Regions from separate parts of the Mus musculus genome. Here regions 1, 3, 4, 5 and 6 are each linked to region 2. Evidence: chromatin contacts called from public Hi-C and HiCAR-type data. All regions are on one chromosome and are shown on one strand. Each heading gives the region's core, a stretch centred on a gene start, on an enhancer-like site or on the middle of the called end of the contact. The rest is flanking DNA. Distances are from core to core; before and after follow the strand shown.

What was found. Hi-C and Micro-C count contacts between places; a contact is called where the count stands out from the background. HiCAR-type assays count read pairs that join an accessible place to other places.
Region 1: a contact with region 2 is called in a HiCAR-type map of fibro-adipogenic progenitors, with 4 times the contacts expected there. The contact joins two enhancer-like sites. A contact is called at or near these places in 2 of 115 datasets of contacts at active chromatin or transcription factors (fibro-adipogenic progenitors and heart atrium) and 1 of 9 other capture datasets (embryonic stem cells).
Region 3: a contact with region 2 is called in a Hi-C map of uterus, with 2.3 times the contacts expected there. The contact joins two enhancer-like sites. A contact is called at or near these places in 2 of 484 Hi-C or Micro-C datasets (both in uterus), 3 of 115 datasets of contacts at active chromatin or transcription factors (embryonic stem cells, fibro-adipogenic progenitors and heart atrium) and 1 of 9 other capture datasets (embryonic stem cells).
Region 4: a contact with region 2 is called in a Hi-C map of liver, with 2.8 times the contacts expected there. The contact joins two enhancer-like sites. A contact is called at or near these places in 1 of 484 Hi-C or Micro-C datasets (liver), 3 of 115 datasets of contacts at active chromatin or transcription factors (embryonic basal ganglia, embryonic stem cells and epiblast stem cells) and 1 of 9 other capture datasets (embryonic stem cells).
Region 5: a Hi-C map of uterus shows a contact between it and region 2, with 3 times the contacts expected there. The contact joins two enhancer-like sites. A contact is called at or near these places in 2 of 484 Hi-C or Micro-C datasets (liver and uterus) and 1 of 115 datasets of contacts at active chromatin or transcription factors (pancreatic cancer cells).
Region 6: a Hi-C map of uterus shows a contact between it and region 2, with 2.7 times the contacts expected there. The contact joins two enhancer-like sites. A contact is called at or near these places in 1 of 484 Hi-C or Micro-C datasets (uterus) and 1 of 115 datasets of contacts at active chromatin or transcription factors (pancreatic cancer cells).

The regions. Positions count from the first base shown.
Region 1 is chr4:105,608,259-105,612,895 of GRCm38.p6, reverse strand. No RefSeq gene overlaps it. Among named protein-coding and RNA genes, the nearest start is that of Gm29922, 240 kb to the left of the region's middle. Within about 2 kb of position 1,730, at least 31 of the 459 cell types and tissues checked have an H3K27ac peak or open chromatin away from gene starts, as enhancers often do. A contact at or near this core is called in fibro-adipogenic progenitors, where this site is marked.
Region 2 is chr4:106,194,442-106,198,902 of GRCm38.p6, reverse strand. No RefSeq gene overlaps it. Among named protein-coding and RNA genes, the nearest start is that of Gm12724, 40 kb to the left of the region's middle. Within about 2 kb of position 3,197, at least 53 of the 459 cell types and tissues checked have an H3K27ac peak or open chromatin away from gene starts, as enhancers often do. A contact at or near this core is called in fibro-adipogenic progenitors, liver and uterus, where this site is marked.
Region 3 is chr4:105,456,054-105,460,301 of GRCm38.p6, reverse strand. No RefSeq gene overlaps it. Among named protein-coding and RNA genes, the nearest start is that of Gm40217, 140 kb to the right of the region's middle. Within about 2 kb of position 2,956, at least 27 of the 459 cell types and tissues checked have an H3K27ac peak or open chromatin away from gene starts, as enhancers often do. A contact at or near this core is called in fibro-adipogenic progenitors and uterus, where this site is marked.
Region 4 is chr4:105,199,936-105,204,236 of GRCm38.p6, reverse strand. All of the region lies in intron 2 of Plpp3 (phospholipid phosphatase 3), which reads right to left. Among named protein-coding and RNA genes, the nearest start is that of Plpp3, 45 kb to the right of the region's middle. Within about 2 kb of position 1,551, at least 38 of the 459 cell types and tissues checked have an H3K27ac peak or open chromatin away from gene starts, as enhancers often do. A contact at or near this core is called in liver, where this site is marked.
Region 5 is chr4:105,639,445-105,643,524 of GRCm38.p6, reverse strand. No RefSeq gene overlaps it. Among named protein-coding and RNA genes, the nearest start is that of Gm29922, 200 kb to the left of the region's middle. Within about 2 kb of position 1,679, at least 52 of the 459 cell types and tissues checked have an H3K27ac peak or open chromatin away from gene starts, as enhancers often do. A contact at or near this core is called in liver and uterus, where this site is marked.
Region 6 is chr4:105,552,074-105,556,458 of GRCm38.p6, reverse strand. No RefSeq gene overlaps it. Among named protein-coding and RNA genes, the nearest start is that of Gm40217, 240 kb to the right of the region's middle. Within about 2 kb of position 1,273, at least 17 of the 459 cell types and tissues checked have an H3K27ac peak or open chromatin away from gene starts, as enhancers often do. A contact at or near this core is called in uterus, where this site is marked.

The sequences.
Region 1 (4,637 bases), core at 481-2,980, 580 kb after region 2:
GCAGCGAGAATCACAGCGAGTGTTTGGAGACTCTGAGTCTAGAGTGTTAAAATCTGATGCTGGAAAAACCCTTGAGTCAGAGAGGCAGAACCTAATGTTTGATGGCAGTCATATGCCAAGTACTTCGTACCTGCCTTGCATCCTTGCAATGAATTACATAGCCAGGTGGCATCATCTGCTTTTCACACAGCTCAGAGAGCATTCCATGAGGCTCCTAGACTGGTACCCAGCTCACCATCCTATGTAGTTTCATGGTATCTTGGAACAGAAGAGAGTTTACAATGTGGGCCATGTGACCTCTAGCTCTGAGAACACAAAACACCATGGTGAGCTCAAGGAAGACCAGTTCTGGGGAAGAAAGGCCAAGTGTCCACAGAGAGAAGCAAATGATTCTTCTAGAACAATGAGAAGAAACAGGAGAGGTAGGAGCAAAGCTTTCAGTACCAACAGACACACTTGCCCTTTCTCTGGCTGCACCCTCAGTAAGCTTAAGGTTCAGAGAACAATACCCCAGCTGTTAGAGGAGCGAGGTGCTGGATTTTACAGTCTGTGGAAGATACAAGGAGAGATGGAGCGCCATCACAGTATGAATGGACCGTGCTTTGACAAGGTCAGCACTAGGAGATGTGGAAATCTAGAAGAGAAACACCAACTGGCCTTGGCTCGGTGATGCAGTCTTATTGCTGTTGTGTATAGTGGGAGTCGAGAAGGCAGAGAACCATGTGTAGCATACAGCAGGAGTGTGGCTTCTCAGAGAACAGAATAGAACCCAGAAGAATTAACAAGAGTATGGGCCTTTGCAAATATAACAATAGCCCTTCTCCATGCCAGATTTTACTAAAAGTACCACTATTTCAAGTGTCAGACATGTAAAATAATCCATGTGCCTTTATTACTATGCTCTTGAACCTCTAAAGATTCCGGTGTTCAGGATTTGAGACTAGACAATCAGATATTGTATTACTTTCTGAATTCCCACCTTCTCCATGGCCATAGATCTGCCCTTCCAGCGTCTGGTCTACAAAATGAGGCCTCATTTAGTCAATGGTGAGAATAGTGTTTCCCCTCTATTCCTATTTCCTCCCTCCCTCCTCTTCTTCCCTCTCTTTCCTTCCCCTCCACCTTCTCTTCTTTTTCCAGCTGCTGTAAAAGAGACAGCCTTTACACTCTATGTATTCATGCACAAAGTTCTCTCATTAAGATCTATTCCCTTAATTCATCTCTGGATTCCTCACTTCCTAGGCCTTGAGGACAAATAATACAACTGCAAATTCTGATTCACTTTGAGGTGGGTGGGGGTGGATAGTTCTTAGTCCTTGGAATATGAGACTTTTTACATCTCTACCCAAGTTAAGCAAATATTCCTAAAAGTCCAAGGAATCTGACTTTTTTTAATCTCTGAGTTTCCACCTTAGATCAGAAAAGTTACTTATTACCTTGGAAAAGAAGAAAGGAAGTTAGAGAGGGGAGGGAGGGAAGGAAGGAGGGAGGGAGGGAGGGAGGTTGAGAGAGAGAGAGAGAGAATTATTTTAACCATAACAAAATTGACCCCCAAGTTTTCAAAGATTTTGTAACTCCTCCCCAGATGCTTCCTAAAAATCACAGTGACATCTTTTTTCCCCCATAGGGACATTTTTGTCATAATTCTTGTGTTGCTATCCCAGCCCACTGTGATTCAGAGAAAAACATACATCAGGCGCCACAGGAAAGTCAGGACCCAGCAGCAGAAGATGGGCGTGGGGAGATGCTGGGTGAGTCAGCTCCGAGATCCAGCACATGTTGCTTTCTTCCCAGCAGACTCCCTGGCCTCTGTCTTTCCCCAGGAAGTCACGACTTATCTTGGGCTTTGGTGGCTAATACAGGACATCGAAATCCAGAAAACTTGGACTCAAATCGATCTGATTTCCTTACCACACATTGGTTGCATTTTCTTGGTGAATTCTTTGGACTTTCTGGCTGCATCTGTTAGAGACCAGGTGCTCTCCCAGACTGCCTCAGTGCCAGCCGCTATGACATCACCAGCCACCAAACTCCACAAGAGTACCCTTTAAAGGGTCCCCACCATCATGCCCACTCTCTGTTTCCTGGTCTGTCTGTCCCTCACTCTGTCCCTCTTTGTGTCTTTATCTTCTCTCTCTCTCTCTCTCTCTCTCTCTCTCTCTCTCTCTCTCTCTCTCTCCATATATATATATATATATATATATATATATATATATATATATATATATATATATACTCTATGTATTAGTTCCTTGAATATATTATATTCCTACTCAGAGGTGGCCTTTCACTTCCCCCCCCACCCCCCCCACCCCCAATTAAATTTCTTATGTGATGTCTGTTGCATGGTATGATTTTCTTTTCTTTTGGCATTCCTTGGACCTCCAATTGCCAGGATACCCTGTCTCCATAAAGCCTTTATACGTTCTGTTCAATCTGAAATTTGCGAGAAGAAAGACCGGTTCTACAATTATTCAACTAAAGCAAGCTTTAATTAATATTGGCCAGGTAGATGGGGAAGCTTCTTTTTGTAACAAATGAAGACTAGCACTGAGATCCATTCATTAGTGGTCAAAATGCAGAAAAGAGTGAGCATTGGATACCTAGCCCCAATCGATACATCCACAATAACCTCTAAACACAAATGCTCAGAAAAAAAAAAAGGCAGGGAAGAAGGGATGGAAGGACAGTATTGGAAAGAGCATGATGGATACAAATCAGAGGGGGAATCGTACCCCTGTTCAGTGGGCATGATCTGGGGAGAAGGGCTCGAATGGCACTAGGCACTGGGGATGCCCTGTGAAGGCAAGGGTGTGAGGGGGCCTGGACACTGGGGATGAACTGCAAAAAAAAAAAAAAAAGATTAAAGATATAGTAATTTTTAAAAAGTCAAATTGACTTAAAAATCTTGTTTTCCCTCTGATAACTATGAATTCATTTATTTCTAGTTCATTCACTTTTACCGCCTGAAGAACGGTTCTAAAACTTTTCTTAATTTAAGGTCTGCTCATTCCATTTTTTTTTTTTTTTGGATTATCTCTGATTGATACCTGATGACTTTTAAAGAAAAAAAAAAAAGGTCATGTTTCCCTGGTCCTTGGGGTGTAAAACTGTGGCAGATTTTATCCTGGGCACTGGATATTGGGCTGTGAGGCTCCATCTTGGAATGGTTCTCTGCCATTCTCTGTGCACTGTAGTCATTGCTATAGCAAATGACCCACTCAGGCCGTACTACAGACAATAGCATCACCCTCTCTGTTAACTCGGGTTTTGAAGCCTGGGCAGTTTCATGAGCTCTGCATTTGTGCATTTCAGGGGCCAGTTAGAGACATTGGTTGATTCAGAATCAAACTTAGGGGTCTCCTTTCCCAGAGTTATTCTTCAAAGATGTTTTTCTTCTCTTCATTTCCCATAACAACTAGAGAACCCCTTTCCTAACATATCTGGCTAGAGAGTTGGGGTTCTTAGAATTTTAACCACTAACAAGAATTGCCACAAAATACTCTGAGAAAAGAAAAGAAAAGTAAACAAAATAGAAATTTTCCCTACATTTTATTTTCAGAACAACAGAATTCTTACCTCAATTCATCCGACCAGAGAAAACAAGGCATCTCTTGGAGACTTAGATACCCACATCACAACCAGTGCCACTGGCATAACATCCCAAATGTGTTGGACCTCAAGAAAGAGCCAGGTCATATGTAAGAACAAAGCCCAGTAGATTTCCCATGATACTTTCTGTTTCATCTAGCAAGTATGGATGTGGGTGGCTGGAAGCAGGTATCTTTCAAAGTTTTTGTTATTTGTACCTGCCTGTAGTTCCTGGATTTGCAATATTCTGTATCAAAGCCAGAGGGAAAAAAAAGATAGAAAAATATGAAAGTCACTCTTGGTATGGAGTGGCCTTCCTCTGTAGTCAGTCCACTAACTTTTGAAGTCCCTAAGTATTTACTCCTCAAATATCAAGGGAAAGCTTTGCAACTAGTAGAAGATCAATCTAAGCTGAAGTGAATATCTTCCATGTGACTAGGTCAAAGTTGTTGTTGTTTTATTATGCATCTAATACTATATTAGACAATAAGTTATTGATGACCCATCCTCGGGTGATTTCATTCTCCTCTAGGGGAGACACATTAAACACATTAGTTGAGGAAATCGGTCTCTAACAAGAAAAAGAACAAAAAGAAAAAAGAAATACAACCATGGATCAAAAGAGGCAAACAGTAAACACCAATGAGGAATCACTACTGAGATTTAGTCAAGTTGGGTCCACAGCTCTCCTATCCTTTTGTATTCATTCCTGCCCTACTACCTGAATCATCAGCCACAGGCAAGCAGTTCCATATCTGTGTTATGTCATCCTGAAGCCATCCCACACAGCGGGTGGTCAAACTACATTTACTGACAGATCCCACCTAATTTGGCTACACTAGCCTTGCCAGGGCTCCCCCACATCTGCTTGCCCCTTCCTTCAGCACAGGGCAATCCAAGCTTCCATTGCAAACTCTGGAATATCTATGCCTGAGGCAGTTGTTTCCCAACCTGGGTGGCAGGGTGTTAGTGCCAGAAAATTCATTTCTGCTAGAAGAAGACCTGAGTGATTGACAGCTGGTTTGTAAATCCTCTAGACTCTTGAC
Region 2 (4,461 bases), core at 1,948-4,447:
TCCCTAGACCTAGCTCCTGCACAGTTAAAGGGACGTTCCCTTTTCTGTCTAGGAAATTCTTCTTCACAGAGAAGATCATTGGACCACTGTTGACTGGCCTGGGTGTCTCGGAGCCCTAGCCTTGTAAGTGGACCTACCATGCTCTCTTTCTGGGTTCTTGTTCTTTCCTTTGTCAAATGGAGATGACCTCATCCTGACATCCTTGACCAAACAAGAGGACCATGGGCATGCTTTGAAAACTGTAAAGTACATGGCATGTGAGAGGTGGTGGTACTATTGCTCAGTGATGGGCCCCAGTCCTGTCATCCAAAAGACCATCTCAGCGCTGCTTCAGCCTGCTTTTCAGCCTTAGTCTGCACTGCTTCATGAGAAAATGAGTTCCATGTGGCTGAGCCCTGAGGTAGAATGAAGAATATTATCTTTTATTTTTTTTATTCCCCCCACCAAAGAAACAGAAGAACAATTCCCCAGCACGTTAGAAAACAAGCTTCACCCCTGGCTGGCCTTTGCCAAACCTGGTGTCCTGGCTTGTGCTGTTACCTGTGGACTCGTTTTGGCCTTTGAAGGTACCACCATAATTTTATAGGAAGACAAAGAGGAGACATTTATTAACGACCTCTTGGGGGCCAGGCAATGTGCTAAGTGCTTTAGGTAAAGCCTTTGTCATCTTTACAGCGGTCCTGCCAAACAGATGTGCTCTCTTCATTTCACAAGGCTAGAGAGATTAAAGAGCTTTCCTATAGTCACACAGACAGTCAGGGGTGGGGCCAGCAAGGGGCATGGGAAATGACGAAGGCAGACGTCCCTGCTGCCCATGGGCTTGGGAGTCGCATGGTTGCATAGTGCCATGTTGCTTTCCTGTTGGTGATCTTGGGCAAGTTACTAAATCCTCAGTCTTTCCAGATGTAGAAGGGATGATGACTCTGGCATGATTGTTGAAATGAACGAATGTACACCCAGCACTTATCACCACCTCTGACTCAGTGATAAGGAGCGATAGAGCAAGACCTTGGACACCCTCATCTGCTGTCTGCACATACACATGGGCGTGTGTGCCCCCTGTACACACGTGCACATGTATCACACACACTCACACATATATACACTCGCTCCCAAGTACAATGTATAAACGGTCCTCTGTTGACAGAGATTAGCATCACTTGTGCTGGGCAAAGGGAATTCATCCGCGGTCCAGCTCCAGCATCACACAGCAGAACAGTGAAGCATGCCAGTGCTGTGACAATGAGCTGATGGACGTGCTAAAACCAGGTTTATGTGTGTCCCACATCAATTCTACTGTAATAACACACTTTCTACTTTTGGCTTTCCTCTCTTTAAACTGGCAATGGTATTTACTTTGGTCATGGGAATTCTGTTACCTTATTTTAATAAGCTAATGCTGTGGCTTTCCCTGCCTCCAGGGATTGTTGGCCTATATCGGTCCACGAGGGCAAAGGGAGCAGAGATGGGGACGAACAGGGCTGGGTTCGGAAGCCCTGTGAGTATGTACAGTGATTAAGACACCCGGACCAGCTGCAGGGAGTCAGACCAACTTTACTTGGGGATGATTCAAGGCTTATGAAGTTTTGGAGGATCGAGGGTGGAAACATCCAGGATGGGCGAAAGTTGTTGGCTAAAGGGTTAGGGTACCAGAGTGCCTCATTAGCATGGGGAAGCATTTCAGGAATCTCAGGTGCTAGCTGAATGGGTTCTTACGAGGAGAAAGGAAGCTGAATCCATGATCTAACTAAAGCTACATGACATCCTGCCGGTAGAGGTGTGTGGTAAGGGGTTTGAGTTCCCTAGATGAGGTCAGAGAAGGGAAGTCCTGCCAATGAAGGGGGCCCTCCATATTATGCCAAGTCTCAGAAGGCTATCTGGTCAATGGTAGAATTCAACCTTAATTAGCAGAGTTTTCCCATGTAATATGTGTATAGGTCTGGCACATTGTGGAAGCGTATTGAGAATTGTTTGTCTTTGTTCTTACCGGTTGTCTTTGAATAGAAGACAGGAAAGCCAAGGGGCAGGGCTCAGGGGCTGTGTGAGGAGTAGGAAAGAAGAGCTGGAGGGGATAGAAGACAGCAAGGAACAGTGTCTTCCAGACACAACAAGGATGACACACCTAAGAACTCACAGAGACTATGCCAGCATGCACAGGGTCTGCACGAGTCCCCGTGCTAGGAGGGAAGTGGACACAAACCCACATCCCTAACTCAGATGCTAATCTCCAGGTGATAACCACTCACAAAGCACAAATTAGTTTTCTCCAGTGGAGACTTACTGGATACGCAAACCACACTGAAGGGCAGACCTCTTGACTAGCAGAAGATGGCAACAGGAAATGGGCTCAATAGCATTTGTTTGGGAATTTCTTTTTCTTTTTCTTTTTGGCCTTACTGGTCTTTTGTGTGCATATCATGCTTTCTGATTCTGTGTTTTTATGGTTTTTCTCTCTCTGTTTCTGATGTTTTTCCTTTTTTCTCTTTTAGTTTTATTTTTATTCTGGTTTGTTTGTTGGCCTGTTTGTTTTCTGAAGAGAGAAAGAAAGGTCATAGAGTTGGGTGGGAGGGAAGGGGGAGGATCTAGAAGGAGTTAGAGGAGGAGAAATTGGGATCAGTACATATTATATACTATATATATGTATATATAGTACATGTCACTTGTATAAAATTATTTTCAATAAGAATAAGTGCTAGAAAATTAATTAGAGGGAACTGTTTCTAATTTTGTAGATGAAAAAGCCCAGTTATAGAGACAGATGGCTTTGCTTAGGTGGAGGCCATCTATGGTGACACTGGGAGAAGTCATTGGGCCTAATTCCCAATTCCTATTTCACATATCACACTCCTGCATAAAATGTGGCATATTTGTCATGACTATAGCGTATGACATCATTCAACACTGGCTGGCCACTCTCTCTGTTGCACAATCCTAGGGCTTCATCTTGTTTACCAGGGGAAAAGGTTATTTTGACCAGCTCAGATTTTTCCCTTAGAGATCAAGTTAGTATCTTTATTTATTACTGAAGTTTCAGTCTGTGACAAGTCAAGTTTATGAACAATATTAACCTTAGGACACGGAGAGGGCCCAGGAATGTTTATATTCCCCTGCTGTAAAGTGTTCTCTTGGACTCCTGTCCATCCACAGCATCGATGGGTGTTACCTAAGCTGGAGATGTGGCAATCACATGCTGGTCTGAGTCATCTGGACTTTCTCTCAGCTCCTGCAGGACTTTCCATCTGTGGGTTCTCTTCTCATTTTCCTGTCCTCCCTGGGGAATTGGTTTCAGCTGTGTCTCCTACACTGACAACTGCCAGTCTCCAGGCCAGCTCTCTCTGGCCACCTTTAGATTTCCATTTCCAATGTTTTCTGGACAGATCCAAAGGAAGGTCTTTGGAGACCTCCACCCTAGCCCTCCCCTCCCACAGGGTGTTGACACCTTCCAGATCTGCTGCTCCGACTGACAGACATCTGGAGTGGTACCTCTGTCCACCAACGGGGAGGCAGAATAGTTAGCTACAGGAACGTCTCCTGTCACTTCCCAAACACACTCTGTATTTTTAGTCTAAGTCTCTGATGTGGACCACAGGCACTGCCTGCTCAGATCCAGCTCTACCCAGCTTGGTTTCTGGTGCTGTCTGTCACTCATCGCTCCACTCTTCTATTTACCTTACATTGCCACTGATGTCTGGGAGAGCCCAATTGCTCTTACAGACTGTTTCCTTCGATGCCTTGATTTCCCAGTTGTGTCTAGCTAACACATCCTCATCTGTTGGGTCTCAGCTCAGATTTCATGTCTTAGGGATCCCTTTCTAGAGACTTCTGCACCACTGCAATTGAAATGTTCCTATTACTTTTCTTCTGCCATAGGTTCCAAGTTATAATTGCAGGTTTATCTTGATGCCCATGTGATTATTTATTTTAGTTAAGCATTTTTCATCGATTGTACTTGGGGCTGTGTTATATAAGGGCACTTTCATACGAATACAAATTTCATACAAATTGAGTATAGTCTCCCACCATATCCTCTTCCTTTTCTTCTTCCCTCTTGTCCTGTTAGGTTCCTTTATTCCCTTTGTCAGCTTCCCTCTACTTCCATGCCACAGATACATGCATAATTCCTATAATATAAAATCTAGGAAACACAAAATAGAGAAAACATGATGTTTGTCTTTCTGAGGCAGGATTAATTTGCTCTGTGATTATCAGCAGTTGTATTGACTCTCCTGCAAATGTTATAACTTTGTTCTGTGCCATGGTTAAAACAAACTCCATTGTGTATATACACAACATCTTTGTCATCTGTTCCTTCATTGATGGATGCCTCCCTATTATGGGTAGTGTTGCAGAAAACATCAATGCGCAGGTATCTCTGCGATGTGCTTGCTCAGAGTTCTTTAAATATCCAGGTTCACTACCTGGCAGAAGCAATTTATGGGAGGAAGAGCTCCTTTTGGCTCA
Region 3 (4,248 bases), core at 1,707-4,206, 740 kb after region 2:
GCATCTATTAGCTCACTACACCCAACCATTCATCCGCATATCTATGCAAATCTCCTGTCCAGCGTTTGAATGTCAATGATGATGTTGCACAACCACACTTTACCTGGGGAGAAGAAGTGTACACATCCCCAGATAGGGAGTCCACAACAGAGCAAAGTACAGATATCACAAGAGGCCAACTTGGTGAGCCAGTGAGTTTTATTGAGGCCACTTACAGTAATGTGGATGCGGTTTAACTTACTGGGGAAGGATGGCTTGAAGACAGCTGTCTCACCAAAGCCTATCCCAGCCTCTGGAACACACTGCACAACCTGCAGGCAGCCTAACAGGGTGGAAAGTATCTTTTTAAAAGAAGCTTAGTTGAGCTGAACCTCTTTTAGGCAGCTTGGCTGGTTTTGGTTTCTTTTAGCTAGTTGGTCTGGTCTCAGAGCTTGGTTTGTCTGGGAATCTTTAGAGTCAAACTCTAGTTTTTGCTTTTGTTCGTTTGTTTTGTTTATTTGTTTGTTGTTTTGGTTTGGGGTTTTTGTTTTGTTTTGTTTTTGTTTGGGTGATGGTGGGTTTTTTTTCCCAGTTGGTTGTTTAGATTGTTTTGTTTGCTTATTTGTTTGTTTTGTAGTTTTTATTATTTACTCTATCCCAGAGGGGCCTAGAGTATCTGGTCAGTTTTAGGGACTTGAAGCTATTTCAGGTTTTTTTTTTTTTAATCTCTCTGTTTAAGGGGCTTTCTGTAGGATGAAATGTTCTCATCGCTACAGAAGTTGTTACACAGTAAACGGTCAGATCTCTTCCAGTCCAGAGCCAAAGCCTGGAGAGTTCACACTGGGATGATCATTCTCAACTAGGCTATGCGGAAGAATCTCCTAAAAGTACAAAGCTTATTCCCCAACAATCTTTGGGAAGGTTCATGAGAGTTTTTTTTCTGTCCTATAACTCATCATGTAGACCAGGCTGTCCTCAGATTCAGAGCCCCATCTGCCTTTGCCTCCTGAGTGCTGGGATTAAAAGCATACATCGGCGCCACCCAGTTTTTTAGCAACAATCTTACTTCAACAAATCTCTGTCTCCTCCAAGAGTATCTCCTGCAGGGTCAGGGTCAGGGTCAGTGATTGATTAGGACCGTTGCCCTAATTAAGGAGGCAGCAACAAAACAGGTCAGTCTTGTGAAACTGAGTATAGGCTCAGCTTCAGTCATCTCTCCACAACTTTTCTCCCTGTCCATCTCTCTGTCGATACGATAACTCAAAGGGCCATTGTCTTTATCTTGACCCATGGGAATTGCTTTCCATGAGGTTTCTCTGCATCTGAGCCTGTCCCTTCCCATCTATATTCTTAAATGCTATCAACTTATTCTTCTCAGCTAGTCATGGGCTTCCTTTAAATATTTCTGATGTGCTGGGCAGTGGTGGCGCCCACCTTTAATCCCAGCACTTTGGAGGCAGAGGCAGGCAGATTTCTGAGTTCGAGGCCAGCCTGGTCTACAAAGTGAGTTCCAGGACAGTCAGGGCTATACAGAGAAACCCTGTCTCGAAAAACAAAAAAAGAAAAAGAAAAAAAAAAATTCTGGTGCGGTTTATTGGCTTGAGGTTAAGACTCAAAGTCATGTTGCAATGGTCCCCAAGAGCTGTTCTGCGTGTGAGTGGATAGATGGAAGGCTGTGGGTAGATGGTCCACCTGTTGAGCCACACAGAGAATGAGCCACAAAGCAGGGCGATATGATCTCCAATGGTTGAGTTTCTAAGTGTCATCAGAACTTGAGGGATTTTCACCTTTAGAAGTGTAAGGAATCACTTCCCAGTTGACATGTTCTGTGGAGAGCCGTGAGCAATTGCCATCATGAGCCTCCGCTGTGCCTAACTGGTAAACAAGTAATGTGCGCAGGTGCAAGAGTAAATTCGTGCCAAGTCACTGCCCATCCCGGGGCGTGGTGATGAGGCTCTGGGAGAGCAGCCAATCACACGCCACACTAAGGTGTATATAAGCAGCGCCTTTTTGGTGCTTGGGGTATTCCTCTTCATGTTGAAACTGGTGTAATAAAGTTGCTGCAGAAGGATCCAGTTTCTCACGCGTGTGTTCTTGCTGGCGAGACAATAGTATGTGTGAGAATGTTCCATCCTGCTCATCCTGTGGACTAGAGTAGAACGGATATGGAAAGTAAAGCTTACAATTGCTCATCTCACCCTTGTCTTCAGTGTCTTAACCTGTATCTCAGTCTCACTAGGAAATGGCATTTCCTTACATGTCCCAGGTTTCTGCAGGTACTATTTCCTCCCCTGGACTTCCTCATTTTTCTCCTTTATTTTACTAGCTAGTTTCTTCTTGTTCTTTAGTACATGTGACACTGCTTCCTTCCGATGTGACTCACCTCCACCTTCTCAAATCCCACCCCACCTGGATCAGGACCTGTCATGCAACATGTACTTCCCTCACCAGATCCCTTAGCATAAGATACAGCGATTGTCACTTAATATGTCTGTGTTTCCAGCCAACCTGCCAGGACCATCATAGTAGTAAAGCCATGTCAAATTATTATGTTAAATATCAGTGATGTGAATTCATTCTGGAAGACAAGCTGAAATGCCTACAACAAATGCTAAGATTTCACAGGTATAGAATTGTCTCCTGAGATGTGATGGCCCCAGGACACCTAATATTAATTCTGTCTTGCTGTGTCCCACCCCCACTGCTGGACATGTGCTTTGTATTGGCCTTGGTGCCTGCAATTTATGATTCACGCTGAAAGCACATTTGACTCGCTCATCTTTATAGCTCTTCTCCGAGAAAATTACCCAATCTGGCAGTCCTTTTGGCCCCAAGGCTACTTGACAGATCACAATGAGCCAGGCCAGATGGGAGGAGAAAATGAACTCCACCATCAAATTGTCCAATGCCTGAAAAATGTTGGCTTTGAGATAGTGCCGTTCTTTGTATTGCCTATAATCAGAGGGCTGAGTTCTTCACTGGGCCAAGGCAGTCAGGTCTTGGTGTTCCTGGCTGAGCTCAGTCAGTGTCCCACAGTGGAGCTCCCTGCCAGGTGGGCTGTCACAGCTGCGGAATCAGAGAAGTTGTGCAAGAGGAAAAAGAGATTTTTCCAATTCAGCAGAAGGAAAAGCCTCAGAGAATGAGCTCAGCGCAAGTGGGAGTCAAAAACCAAGGCCAAAGGTCCAGAACTCAAGTGCGAATGGCAAGAAGGAGGATCGTGGTGAATACAAACTACAGAAAGAACGTGAGCAGCAAGCGAGAGACAGGGATGACTGTGATGTGGGACACATGAAGACTCCCAGTGCCTTCCCACATCCCGCCACTTCCCACAAAGCTTTCTACAGAGTCAAACTGTACATTGATTTCTTTACAAAGCATTTATCCAGCCTTTGTGCTAAGCATAACTCTTACTTTATTTTTTGTTTTTATCTGCTTATATATGTGCACATGTGTGCATCCATGTGTGTGGCCTAGTATATGTGTGCATTTGTGTTCATGAATCTGGACACATGTGTACCATGATGTACATGAGGACGTCATAGGACAACCTCAGGCTCATCTTCCACTTTTTTTTTATACAGACTCTCTCTTGGGTGTTTTTTGTTTTGTTTTGTTGTTTGTTTGTTTCCTGATGGATATACCAGGTTGCCTGGTCCATAAACTTTAGTGTATTCTCCTGTTTCTACCTCCCAACTCCCCTCAGGAGCACTGTGACGGGATGTATGCATGCCCAGTATCTAGCTTTATTTATGGGAATTAGAACTTAGTTCCTCAGTCACGTGTAGCTAGTGCTTTTCCTGGTGTACCATCTCCCCAACCTCTAGTACAACTACCCCACACCCTACGGTTATTCTCATTCTAGAAATGAGGAAACTGAATTTCAAAGAGACTCACAAGGGGTCAAGGTAGCAGTGGTGCCTAGGACCATCTGGTCTAAAGGCTCTGGTATGAGGTCCCCAAGTATAAACAAGCCGACCTGCTGAAAGTCACTCCCAGAAAAGGCAAATTCCAAAGAAGACTCTGAGTCCAGACAAGCTGTTTGGAAAAAGTGGAAACCAGCAAAGCTAAGAGATGTTAAGGTCAACTGAGTCCCTTGGAAAGGATATTCTCTAGCCTTTTGAGCTGCCTACAGGCTATGTGGTGAGCTCCAGATCCCCAGCTTTTGTGAGGGGTCAGAGGCACTGACCTCAGGAAGACTGTGCCCCTCCAGCAACACTGGGAGGAAAGATGGTCTGCGATGGGAGAGATAGAAACCTTAATTACTTCCTG
Region 4 (4,301 bases), core at 302-2,801, 990 kb after region 2:
CAGCTTGGCAGCCCCATCGCCGACACCTGCCCTTCTCCCTCCCTCCTGGGTTCTTCTTAATGGTACCAAGATAGCCGTTTCCTTGAAGTCCCAGAAGATAGCTGGTCTTTGAGTCCCAAATACAAAGGCATACAAGTAAGGTCTCTTGTAGTGGATCCATTGCAACCAGATCTTGGGAGCCAGTATTTAGCATTTAAATACAAGCAGCACCAGACCAACCCATACAGGTCTACTACTGAGTTTATTTGTATGTTTATGTCCTTGTTAGCTTTACCCTAACCCCCAGACCTCGCGCATGTGTATATGGGTTAACGAACTTCTTTGCGCCAGAAGAGATTCAGTCAACAAACATTTGGCGATGGAGAATTGTTTTTTCTTTTTCTTTTTTTTTTCTCAGTCTCAAGGCTAAGGGAAAATATAATAGGCTTGGGTTTTGCCTTTCAAGATGGAATCAGGAATGGAGCTGAATTTTCTCTGAAGCCAAATGTTCCATCTGTTAGAAGGAAATGGCCAGATCTTTACTTGAGTAGAATTAAGTGATTGGAAAATTCCCACTCAGCTGTCTCCAGCATTTTGGCACTTCAGTGCCATGCTGCCTGAGAAAGGCTATACGTCACAGACATTTCTCAGGCTACAGTGGTGGGTGTGACAACTCTGACTTCTAACACAGATGACAAAGAGGCCAGAGAGAGAAACCTCAGAAGCCAATTATGGCTGCAGCCATCAGTGGCTGCCCTGTGCCCACAGGTCTCCTGAAGAACATGGTTTGAAGTACAGTTATTTTCCCAAATGGCAAGCGCTCCCAGCCAAAGTCCTCCTTGAAGAGATACTCTGCCAGTTCATGCCAGTCTCCTGGCAGCTCTTTCCAGAGTGTTGCAGGCTGCCAACTTCACAGTCCTCTTTCATGTTGAATTTGTCAGGTTTCCTTGATATTGTACCACTGTGCGTTTCTTCCTATTTCCAAGCTACGCTCTCCGTTTCCAATGTCTCCACACCTGGCTTTTACTCTTTCGTAGAGTGGTATCCCTGGCTCTCTGCTGTGATTTTAGCTGCTTCAAATGCTCTGTGAAGATGAAATGATCTCCTAAGGACGAACGGGCCCCCTCCCATCAATCCTGTCCCTGGCCTCTGATAATTCACCCAAATGGACATAAAACTGATACTAGTAGATCAGAGTTTAAGATTTAACCCATCCCCACCCTCCCCCCAAGACAACTTTCACCCCTGTATTTCTAGTCTATGTGCCCCTAAACCTAACAACAAAAACCCAGACCCTTAAGACCCCTCCATTTCCCTACTCACCACCATCAGCAACTATCCACAGATCCCTTGTGTCATCTTTTTTCCCCCTCTAGTTCCTCTCATATTGCCACCACGAGGGTTCAGGCTTCATTCTTACCATAGTTAAAAAACTGACCCTGCTAACTTAGAACAATATTCTTGTTGCTCTCTAGCAATTAACTGAAGTGAAAATTCCTCACCACCAGAGACCTTGACAGTCATGCCCCGGTCTTCTTTGTCTACCTGAACTTCGTCCTCACCCTTTTCCCTGTTTCTCCAGCCAAACAGGTCTGCTTTGCAGTTCCTGCCAGTGCCCTAGAGTTGCAAAATCTCCTCCATTGTTACAGAAATCCCCCTTCTCCTGCAAGTCAGGATCTCTGATGAAAATCCCATCCTTCCCCTTCAAGGAGGACTTCAAGTGCCAGCTGGTCTTGGCACCAAATTCAGGCATTTTCACCTGTGTACCCGGAGTAACAGGCACACTAAACCTGGCTCTCTATGTTACACCTGGCTCCTTATCCACAAACAGGAGGGTGGTGCTAGCATCAGCAGCGTGAGAGCCTGCTGATCATCAGATAGGATACATGCTCATTAAAAACTATCAAGTCTTTTTGTGTGAAAAGATCCCAAAGCCCTCTTTCTCTGAGATCCCAGGGACTGCAGACCTCACAGCCTCTACCCTTGGTCACCGAGAAGCAGAAGGGGAGAACAGTAGATTTCCTCAGTTTATTTCTCAGTCCCAAGCAGAAGAAAAATTTGACATGCGTTTTCCTTAAAGCGCTCTCATCCCTAGAACCCACGCTCTTTGTTTGTTTTTTGCCTAATCCGTCTCCCTCCTTGAGCTTTAACAGCACTGCTGGTGAACTCTCTTGCCTCTCCTTTAGACCACATGCTTCAAGGGCAAAATCACATCTTATACCTCAGCCACAGTGTCTACCACAATGACTGTGTGGTTTGAGGGAAGAACCCACTAAGCATCTTCCACACACAGTAGGTAGTTGTCTCCATCTTCCTCCTGTTCTTCCTCTTCTTTTTCTCTCATACTGGGGGTTGAGTCTCGGGCCTTGCACTTAGCTTGTCTCCTCTATTCTAATCATCTCACACAAACCACTACTACCTGCTCTCACCTGTGATCACTTGCCTGCTGGCCTGGGTGTTTGGTCTTCACACATGTAACTTTCTAAGACTAAGAACTCAAAGTTTTTATAGTTGACCAAAGAAAGACAAAAAAAAAAAAAAAAAAACAACCAACAAAAACAACAACAACAACAAAAACTCTACATGGCTCCAAATACATTGGAGGTTAAAAAAAAATGTTTTTTTTTTTTCATTAGAACACTTGGGCTTTTAAGCAAACCCAAGTTTTAATTCCCACTTTCACTTTTGTTCAGCACAGTAACCTTGGATGAAGTCACTCTCCTATGAACGCTTCAATGTCTTCACTCACTCATAAAATGGGGAAAATAATGCCTACTTCATATAGCCGCTGAAGAGCATTTAAGATAAGGCAAATTCGTTTCTAGTCCCTGAGCTCATAAAAGGATCTGACTCTGTCCCCGCCTGCTACACGCTGACTCACACAGACTCTGTCCCTCAGACCCATACACGCTGTTATTTAAACTGGAGACTCGTCAGCTTCATCCTAAATACTGATTTCAAATAGTCATGTACCCCAAGGTCTGTGCGTAGCTAGAAGGGAACTGCTGCCAGCCTCATCTCTTTCCAGGCAGTTGGGAGTGACACAGGTGGGCGGTGGAGAGGGAACAAACGAAACCCTAGACAGAGGCGGTCAATGCCTGTTTGTTAAATCACAAATAGATGCCCCCTCCCACCAGCCCCAAGGGATGAGAGGGTCTCCGAAGAACTCTGCAGCCATTTGATCAGGGGACAACATAACTGAAGGATTAATGTGGCCTCTCTGTTGGTGGTCTTGGTAATTGCACAGATGGAGTGGATTGTAAACTGGGGGACTGGGTCTCCCACTAAACTCACTGCTGGGCCAGCACAAGCTTCAGCCGGTTTTTTTTTTTTTTCAGTTGAAAACTCAACTAACCTTTAATGAGGAGCAATGTTGGGGAACCTTGTTTTCTTGGCAGACCTCTTACAGATAAAGGGAGGTTGGGGTGGGGGTGAGGAGACCTAATGAAGTCCAGATGTGGACCAACTGAAGCCTGATCCTGAATAAACAAGTCCTGGAGGTACTAAGCTCTTCTTCTTGTCTCTTCAGTAAGAAATTTGCATGTGGCACAGAGCACGCTCCCATGTTCCACACGGAGCATATTTGAGACTTTTGGGAAATAAACAAGATCCTTGGGCATCTCAGGACCAATGCTTTTGATTTTCTGTCCATGATTGAAAGCATACTTGGTCATTTTTATACATTTATACAAAGTTCCATAGTCTGAGTCTTGAACTAACAATATTAGGTCATATTGAATCAATCCCTACCTTGTGCAGCTAATAGAACATGAATGTTGTAAACAGGAGAAACCAGCACACTAACTACTGGACTAGAGGTAGGCAGACTGGGCGTTCTCAGGGATTTTTGGAAGGTAGGGGAGGAGGAAGCCAAAAGGATGCTTCCTAGTGATAGCTGCTTGAGGTTTTTACTCAGTGCCTCTCGTTCCATCAGAGGAGAAGACCTGGCATCGGTCTCCCAGGAAACCTGTCACCCAGCAGGAGGGACCAAAGCTAGACAGGAATCCCACTACAAGGCAATGAGTAGCGAAGGCACTGTTGACTTGTTTGAGATGGGGCACTTGTTGGCTGTCCCCTGAAACAGTGTGCACTTCACCATCAATACCCCACCCCTGGTACACTAGAGGCCTGCTAAATAGCTGTGGAAGAGGGGCAGATTTGCAGAGGCCAGCAGAGGTGTTCCGACTTTGAAAGCCTTGGTTGTAGGATCAAGCCGATTGCCCTGACTTAGCTAGTTACATGGAAGTCACTGATTATCCTTAGCCTCAGTTGTCTCGGCTCTTAATGTTCATTCTCCCAGGATGACTACCAGGGGCCAATAA
Region 5 (4,080 bases), core at 430-2,929, 550 kb after region 2:
GCTTACCAATCGCAGAGCAATGAGCCAGAGGGAAGGAGCCTGGTCCCTTAGCCAGGCTCCATCAGGACAAGTGGGGAAGGGAAAGGGAGGCTTCACAGCAGCTCTTTGTTTATAAACTCTCTTGCAAGTTACATAGATGGGCTGAGGTGCCCTGTTTACAGGGAAAGACAGTGGAATGTAGACAAAGCAGTCTCTTTGAGGGCAGGACAGAGGCCAGGAGGGTCATGAACTCAGAAGGGCTGGGGAAGCTGTGGTCATCTGCCTTGCCCTGGCCTCAGGCTCCTCATGCCACTCCTTGTCAGAGCAGAGAAGTCTTCTCACAGAACAGTTCAACAACAACACGTGATAAAACCAAAACAAAACCCAGAACCACTCACTCGAAGCCAAAGCCCACGGACATAGCAACCTATAAGAAAGTTTTCTTTGCCCACAGAAGCATCTGTGGAATAAAGTATTGCCTGGGGAAGACCAGCAAGGGCAGGCTGAAGAGCCTTGGGCTTCATCAGGTAGGTGTCATCTGCTTTGCCTTTGAGCTTCAGGTCTCCCACCACAGTGCTAGCCACATGGTCATCTTTCTCTGGTTCTGAGCTCTCCGCTAAGAGTAATTGCAATACAGCTGTGGGCACCTGGGAGAACCTCTGGAGCACACCCTCAAATGCACAGTATTATTCCAGGTGACTAGAAGGTTAAAGAACTAAATAAATGAGGTTGAGTTTGTTGCATTTTATAAAATGGCATTGGTGGTGCAGCGGAAGGGAGCACCTCAGCAGGCCCTGCCAAGTGCTCCCCCTGAGGAATCACCCATGTCGCAGGCCTAATATAAAAGGAAGTTTATTTGGGACCTGGAGAAGCAGGTAGAGGTAGAGAAAGGAGTGGGACAGAAAGGACAGAAAGAGAAAGGAGAGGGGGGAGAGAGGGGAGGGAGAGAGAGGGGGAGAGGAGGAAGAGGAGGAGGAGGAGGAGGAGGAGGAGGAGGAGAGAGAGAGAGAGAGAGAGAGAGAGAGAGAAGCTGAGTTTAGCTGAGAGAGATCATAAATAAATATTCACTTTATAGGTAAAAGATTTAATTGTGATGATTATAGTGAGAACAGGTTATTATTTAACCATTAGCTATGTGCTGAGAGTATTGACCCACTCAATCTATTCATCCATCTTTCTATCTGTCTGTCTCTCCAACTATCTATCTATCCATCCATCCATCCATCCATCCAACCATCCATCCATCATCATTTATATACTCTGTATAGCCTGCAATGAGAGAAGCCATCCTAAGGTTGAGGAAACTGAGACAAAGTATGACTGGTTATGGTTCAAGGTCACAGCTGACAAGACCCCAAGTTAAGATTTGAAGCCAGTTTTCAATTACTTAGCACCATTCAGGTACACCACACCATTCTGCATTCCTAAGCTTCAGTGTAGTTCTGCTCATGTTCAAGGTCACACTGCAAGGCAGTGGAACAAGATGGAACAAGATGGAACTTGAACAGATCTGAACATCCAGGACGCAGAGCAAAGAGAGAGAGGGGACCTCTTAGGTGAGGGGCCTATCCCAACCCAACACCAAAAGAAGCAGAAAATGTCCCTGAACCAGGCACTCTTGCATTTTCCTGCCTCCAAGTGTCCAAACACCAGTGGCTAATTTCGTAACTCATCAGGAATTCTTCTTTGGTTACACAGGCCACAGCTCCTGGTCCAAGTTACATATATCCTGTCAACATGTTTATTCACATGGAGAGAGGCTCCTCTCCAGTTGGCGCCTGAGTTGTCACAACTACAAGAAAAGATGAGAAAAGCTTCAAGAAGTGAACAGAGGCCAAGAAAAAGTGAGCTGGTTGTGAAAGCAGTGGCCCCGAGAAAGCCTGGTCCCATTGTGGATCCCAAGAACTTCCAAGCCAGAAGGATACCGTGACCCAACAGTCACAGGGAATGAAGCTTCAGAAAAGAGCCAAGCACTCTATTAATCGCTTCACTGAAGTTGTATGATTAATGTCTAATAAGAGTCCAAGATGTGGTGAGTCTAAGTAATAGGTGAGAAAAACAAGGGTTCAGAGAGAAGATGTGACTTGTCCAGAGTAAAGCTGAGTCAAGTCCTAACTGCCCAGTTCTTACACCTATGTTCTGAGCTCAAAAGTCATAGCTCATAGAAGATTCTGACTTTCCTGAAAAACCACATGGCTATCCATCCACAGCCAGTATCCTGCGTCCTGTGTCTATCAAAAATCAAAACAAAACAAACAAACAAACAAATAAACAAACAAACAAAAAACAAGAGTTACCTGTCTGTCAGAGAGCCAGGCCATTACTTAGTAGAAATCAACTCAGTATTTATTTCATCAGTACCTCTTAACATTTTGCCCTCCATTATCCTGGGATGGGTTTTGTTCAAACATCCCTTTCCACAGCTCAATAAATATGCACACAAAACTAAAGAGCTTAGCTTTCCATGAAAAGGCAGTGTAAACATCTGGCAGGCTTCCTGGGTCTCAGCTTCCTCCGGCTGGGTCTAAGTGCACAACGTGAGTATATTTGGATTGCAACAGCGGAGGCTGAGCTAGACATTACTCACCCTGTGCAAAAGCACACCAGCCCCCAACTGGAGCGAGGGAAACACAAGTGCTCTTGTTTGATGACCAAAATCTAAACAAACCATTTGAGGTTTGGGGTTCAAGAAAATTTTCAGAGATGCAGTTCCCACATATTCAGTATGAGTGTGTGTAAGGGGGCCTGCATCCATGTGCTTGTGCATCTCTCTCCCCTCTCCCTCTCTTTCTCTCTCTCTGTCCCGCTCTCTTTCCCTCCCTCCCTTCCTCCCTCCCCTCTCGTGTGTGTGTGTGTGTGTGTGTGTGTGTGTGTGTGTGTATTCACTTAAATATTGTCTGAAGTAAGTTAGGATACAAATCTAAATATCTAAAAATAATTTTTAGTAACTAAATGTGGAGATGAAATTGCCTTTATGTATACATTTTGTGGAGAGAAAAATTGCCTTTTATCTACATATTTGTGGAGGTTTGAGTGAGAACACCCCCCACATAGGTTCATATATTTGAATGTGCTATATAGGTCAGACTGGCCTCGAACTTGCAGAGATCCCCTTGCCTCTGCCTCTGGAATGCTAGGACTAAAGCTGTATACCACTATGCCCTGCTGAAAATTGCCTTTAAAAAGTTTTGATGTGAAATGAGGGAAATTCTGGTGTGGATCTCCTATACGTAGTAACATTTGGAAAATAGTCATTGAGCCAGTCAAGTTTTAATACCATGTGAGTAACTTAGGACTCAGTGAAGCCACCCAGTTCTCATTTGTAAAGTAACAGTATTATTAGGATCATGTAAACTTGCCTTCAGAGAGGAGGAATTTACAAAATTATGTAGAAACTTTATCAACTGTAGAGTGCTCTACAAAGGCCAGAGGTTTATTTATTGCTATTTTCCTTGGTACCTTTTCCCCCATGACTTGTCCCAACCAATCTCTTGAAGCTCCTTGGCAATAAAGAGACCCCAGGAAGATCTCTCCAGGGGCATTCCCTTCTCCCAACCACCATAGTTTTGATAAAAATATGTGTATCCGATGGGTTTAGTTATAAAGAAGGGAATGAAAAATCTTGAGCTAGTCATATTTTAAAAGCACAAGTCAAACAGCTGCTTGAAGATCCAACTGGTTAACGCCTCCTGCTCGAAGAGAAGAAGCAGGAAAAAGGGTCCTTTCTCTTTAGTTCCTTGGACAACACTGGAAGAGGAAGTCTATGGTATAACAACAAATACAGGAGTCAGGGATGGGAGGAAGGGCATGCGCAGACAACTTGACCAACCATAGACTCTCTAACAGCAGTCAACTAAACTTGGATTAGGATATTGTCAAATGAGGACCATCTAGAGAATTCTTGACTCCCCTAATGACTAAGTGGGGCTCTAAATAGAGCAATCTGGCTCTAATAAACTTACGTTGACACTGGGAGGTCCTTTAGTACTGAATGCTGACAAGAACTCCATAAGAAGACAGAATACCACATAGCTCTGGTACCTGGTGTACCGATGATAAGAGAGGAGCTCCGTGAGAATGGTAAGGTTTGGTGGGGTCATG
Region 6 (4,385 bases), core at 24-2,523, 640 kb after region 2:
GATAATGAGAGAGAAGGAAGAGATCTTAAGAGAGTCAGGAAGTAGAGTAAAGGCATTGATGTAATAAGAAAGCAGAATGGAGAAATAACTGGAGAAGCAAATGGAAGAAGAAACATGGCCAGGACAGCAGGAAGGGAGAACGAATGTGAACGTGGTATAATAAATGACATCTAAGATTCACAGTTTTATGCAGATGGTTCTTTTGGTGTTTTGGTGTTTTTTTTCTGTTTTGTTTTTTGGTTTTTTGTTTTGTTTTGTTTTGTTTTGGCAGGCTCATTCATATGTGTGCATTCTGCCAGGAAACTGACTGACTGCAGGTCTCAGATGGCCTCACTTGCATATCCAGCATTTGGCACCAGCTGTCAGCTAAAAACAAGTTAATTTCTCTCAATGAGAGGGAAATTGTGTCTCCAACAGATATTTGGCAAGTGTGTAGATAATTTCTATTGTCACCGCTATGTGGAAGAGGACAGAGCATACCATAATACACAAATCAGCCTCCCACAAGAGTAAGATACCTAACCTAAAATGTCAATAGTGCTGAGAAGCCCAGAGACAAGTACATTTACATAAAATGTCTTCTTTAGTGTTTACAATAACCATAACAGAAGAGTGACACCCCCATTATCTACAAATAAGAGAGTACCGCTGTGAGGAGGTAAGTCGTCAACAAGAGCTCACAGTAGCAAAAAGGGAAGCTGGGCCTAAATGTGCACATATGTGGGTTCTTAACGAACACAACAGAGCTATACATCCCCCTTGGAATGTTGACCTGCATAGAAGATCCAGTTTTCTAAATAGTAAGATACAGCCAGGCAACAGTCCAAGCTTCCCATCTAAGTTAAGGTATGGTGGCACACACCTAATATTCCAACACTGGGAGACTAGAGAATTTCAGTGGGTATCAGGCTATACAATGAGCTCAAGGCAAGCCTGAGGAGATGTGGGAAGGCATGATGCTTACCTGTTCTCCCTCAAGACAGTGCTGCCAGTATCTGGGGGGAGCCCCTCCTTACCTCCCAAGTCATCTGTTCTCCAGAATCAACGGCTCCAGATTTGGAATCTCACTCACGGGAAGCTATTCCAAGTCATCTCATGAATCTATTGTCCAAATCCTCGTTAAAGCAGCACATGAAATGTTGTTCCAGGAAACAAGTGTGATGATTCAGACGTACATGTACATCAGTGAGAATGGGACTGGCCAGTGCCCCATCAGCTCACTGCACTCCCAATAAGCTAGCTCGGGACCACAATTCGCTAGTTGGCAGACACAGAACACCATTGCCTCACACTGTCATTAAATCTCAGCACTTTGTTTCACACAGGCATCGAAAAGCCTTCTCTCTCTACTCTGACCTCCCCTTGGCTGCTTGGACTCAACTCACACACTTAACGTCATTTATTTTATTTTGAGATTACACAATTCTAAGTGCTTAGGGAGTGCGTTTCTGGGTATTCCACATGCTCACTGTTGATTGTAGAATACAAATAGTAAATCTCTTGGTAGAGGGGTCACTCAGGTAGGTGATAGAAACAAATGAAAAGTAATCAGGTGGGATCCAAACCTGTGAGGCAAGATCTCTGGTGATCTGGGAATTTAGAAGACAGCTTTTCTTAGTTTGACCTAACCACTGTCATGCAAAAATGAAGGCCAGAGTTTATAGGTCTTCCGGCAAAAGAAAGAAAGAAAGAAAGAAAGAAAGAAAGAAAGAAAGAAAGGAAGGAAGGAAGGAAGGAAGGAAGGAAGGAAGGAAGGAAGGAAGGAAGGAAGGTTGAAAGTCTGTATTTTTACTGGATATACTCCATCTTTCATTGTTGGCCCCTAATTCACAAAATTTTAACATACACTATTGGCCATAAAAATAATAACAATAAATAAAAGAATCTGTAGACTGGGTTCAGTTCACGACAGGCTTCAAGTTTGCAAACTTCTCCTGTGGGGATTAAGGACTTGCTCAGCACTGGTTTTAATCAGACAAAAATGTAAAATGACTTGCATTATCTTAGATTTAAAACCATAGCATTTATTTTCACTACTCCCCTGTTAATCACAGGCTTGATACTTTTAAAGCCAAAAGAATCTTCAGGGTTACGCTGTTTAGTTTTTTTTTTTGTTTGTTTGTTTTGTTTTGTTTCACAAAGGAGGAACGTGTGATTCAGAAACAAGAAGTCATTTGAATTTTAGATAAATTTCTGGAAAAACAATTCTAAAGACTCAGATTTCTGGAAGTGGAAGGACCAAGTCTTGGTTTCACAACATGAACACTAGTGTTGTTTTACAACAGTTCTTGGTTAGGGGGTGAGCTTTTGTTAGGTGACCAAACACTTAACAAGAAACCACTTAGAGAGGAAAGATTTATTTGGGCTTACAGTTTGAAGAATTCTGATCCATCAAGGCAGGGAAGGTATGGAGGTGATCCTATCTGATCCTTGGTGGCAGCAGCAGGAGACAGCTGGGTTTCTTACATTCCAGTGGGAAAGGATGAAGGGAGGCAGTGCTGGCATTCAGCAGGCTTTCTTGTTCTCCCTTTGTGTACAGCCTAAGATGCTAGCATCAGCTTGTGGGGTGCTGCTGCCCACATGAAGAGGGGCCTGGGAGCAGTGTTTGACTGCTTAGCTAATCCTCTCTGGAAAGGTTCTGGCAGACATATCTAAAGGTAGATCTCACTAGTGAGCTGTCAAGTTGACAGAATTATCCACCACGTGTGGCTGTTGGACACACTGTGGGATGATCAGCCACATCTCTGGTTTCTGCCCACTGGATGCCTGTACTCAGTCCTGCAGGCATGAGTGATCCTAAAGAAGAAAATCACCACTGCCCAAGGAAACTAGTGGTGACCACTGGTTTCATACAGTCCCTGCATGTGATAGATAGGGAAACTAGACTCAGAAAATTAAAGAACACCCCCCACACACACAAGATCATTGAAGAACAGAGTTATTGGCATGTGTAAGGCCAAGACTCAAGTCTCTTAATTCTTAGCAGTGTTCTCTTTACCAAGCCTGGAAGTCTTTCTTATTTTTATTAACTTAATTTATATTAATTATTACTATGTGGATATATGGTGCATGTGTGTGTTTGCACATGTGTGCATGTGCGTGTGTGTATGCGTGTGTATGTGTGTGTGTGAGAGAGAGAGAGAGAGAGAGAGAGAGAGAGAGAGAGAGAGAGAGAGAGAGAACAGGTATGAACTTGCCATGGTGAGCACATAGAACAAATTGTAGGAGTCACTTCTCAACTTTTCCCATGTGAATTCTAGGAATCAAACCCAGACATCAGACTTGTATAGCAAATACTTTTACCCATTGAGACATATGCCCGGTCCTCAAGCTTGCAGATCTTAACCATGAGTCATTCAATAACAGATTAGTATGAAACTGCATGCTTTTGATGAGAGACTAGGCCATTGACAAGGGAGCCAGAGCTTGAGATCAGCAGATTAGGTAATCAAATTTCAGCTCATCTATTTACTAACTTTGTACCACTCCCCAAATGAACATTCTAAGTCTTCGTTTATCACTTGAAAAATAGATTATAAAAAGTATATAGTACTTACCACATAGTAGTAAATTGCTATTGTTACTATTATTCTTATTATAATTAACTGGTCCTGGGATCAGTAAACTATATTTCACATATCCCCCTGTCCTGCTTACTTTTTAAAACCTGTGAACAGAAAATGTTTTTTAAATTTTTAAATGTTAAAAGTAACACTACTGTTTGTGACACCTGTGTACAATTCATAGTCCAGTGTCTATAAATAAAGTTTTATTAAAACACAGTCATGTCAGCATATAGAATCTACAGCTGTTTCCTACTATAACAGAATTGAATGCTTTGCAACAGATGTTAGATGGTGTGTAGAGGTTGATACACTATCAGATCCTTGTGGGGGAAGACTGCCAATCCCATTGTTCAACCTTTAGTCTCTATGAAGAAAAAATAATTACAATCTGCACAGTGCCCTCTGGTGTGCGGGAGGTACTATAGCAAGTGAACTCTTCACATTTCTGATGCCACTTGAAGTACCTGTAACCATTGTATTTAAGATATTTCCCAGGGTCTGTGTTCACCAAGGCTTTTCAAAAAAAAACATAGGCTCCTAAGTCATCCAAGGGACATTAAAAACATTTACTTTTTATAGACATCCTTTCTTAAATCTCATTGTAAAATCGGTTCTTAGAGGTGTTCTTTCAAAATCTGGAATATTTATCAAAAAGAAAGGAAACGGCTTGCTCAGTGTTAAGCCAACTGCATATTTTAAGAGTTCCATGATTTGGACAGTACAATAAAGAGGGATATCCTGGAAAGGGGAAGACAGATGCGAACTAGCTGCCAAGATTAAAATTTAAGGGATGTTGTCTGGCATTCTTTTTAATACCTT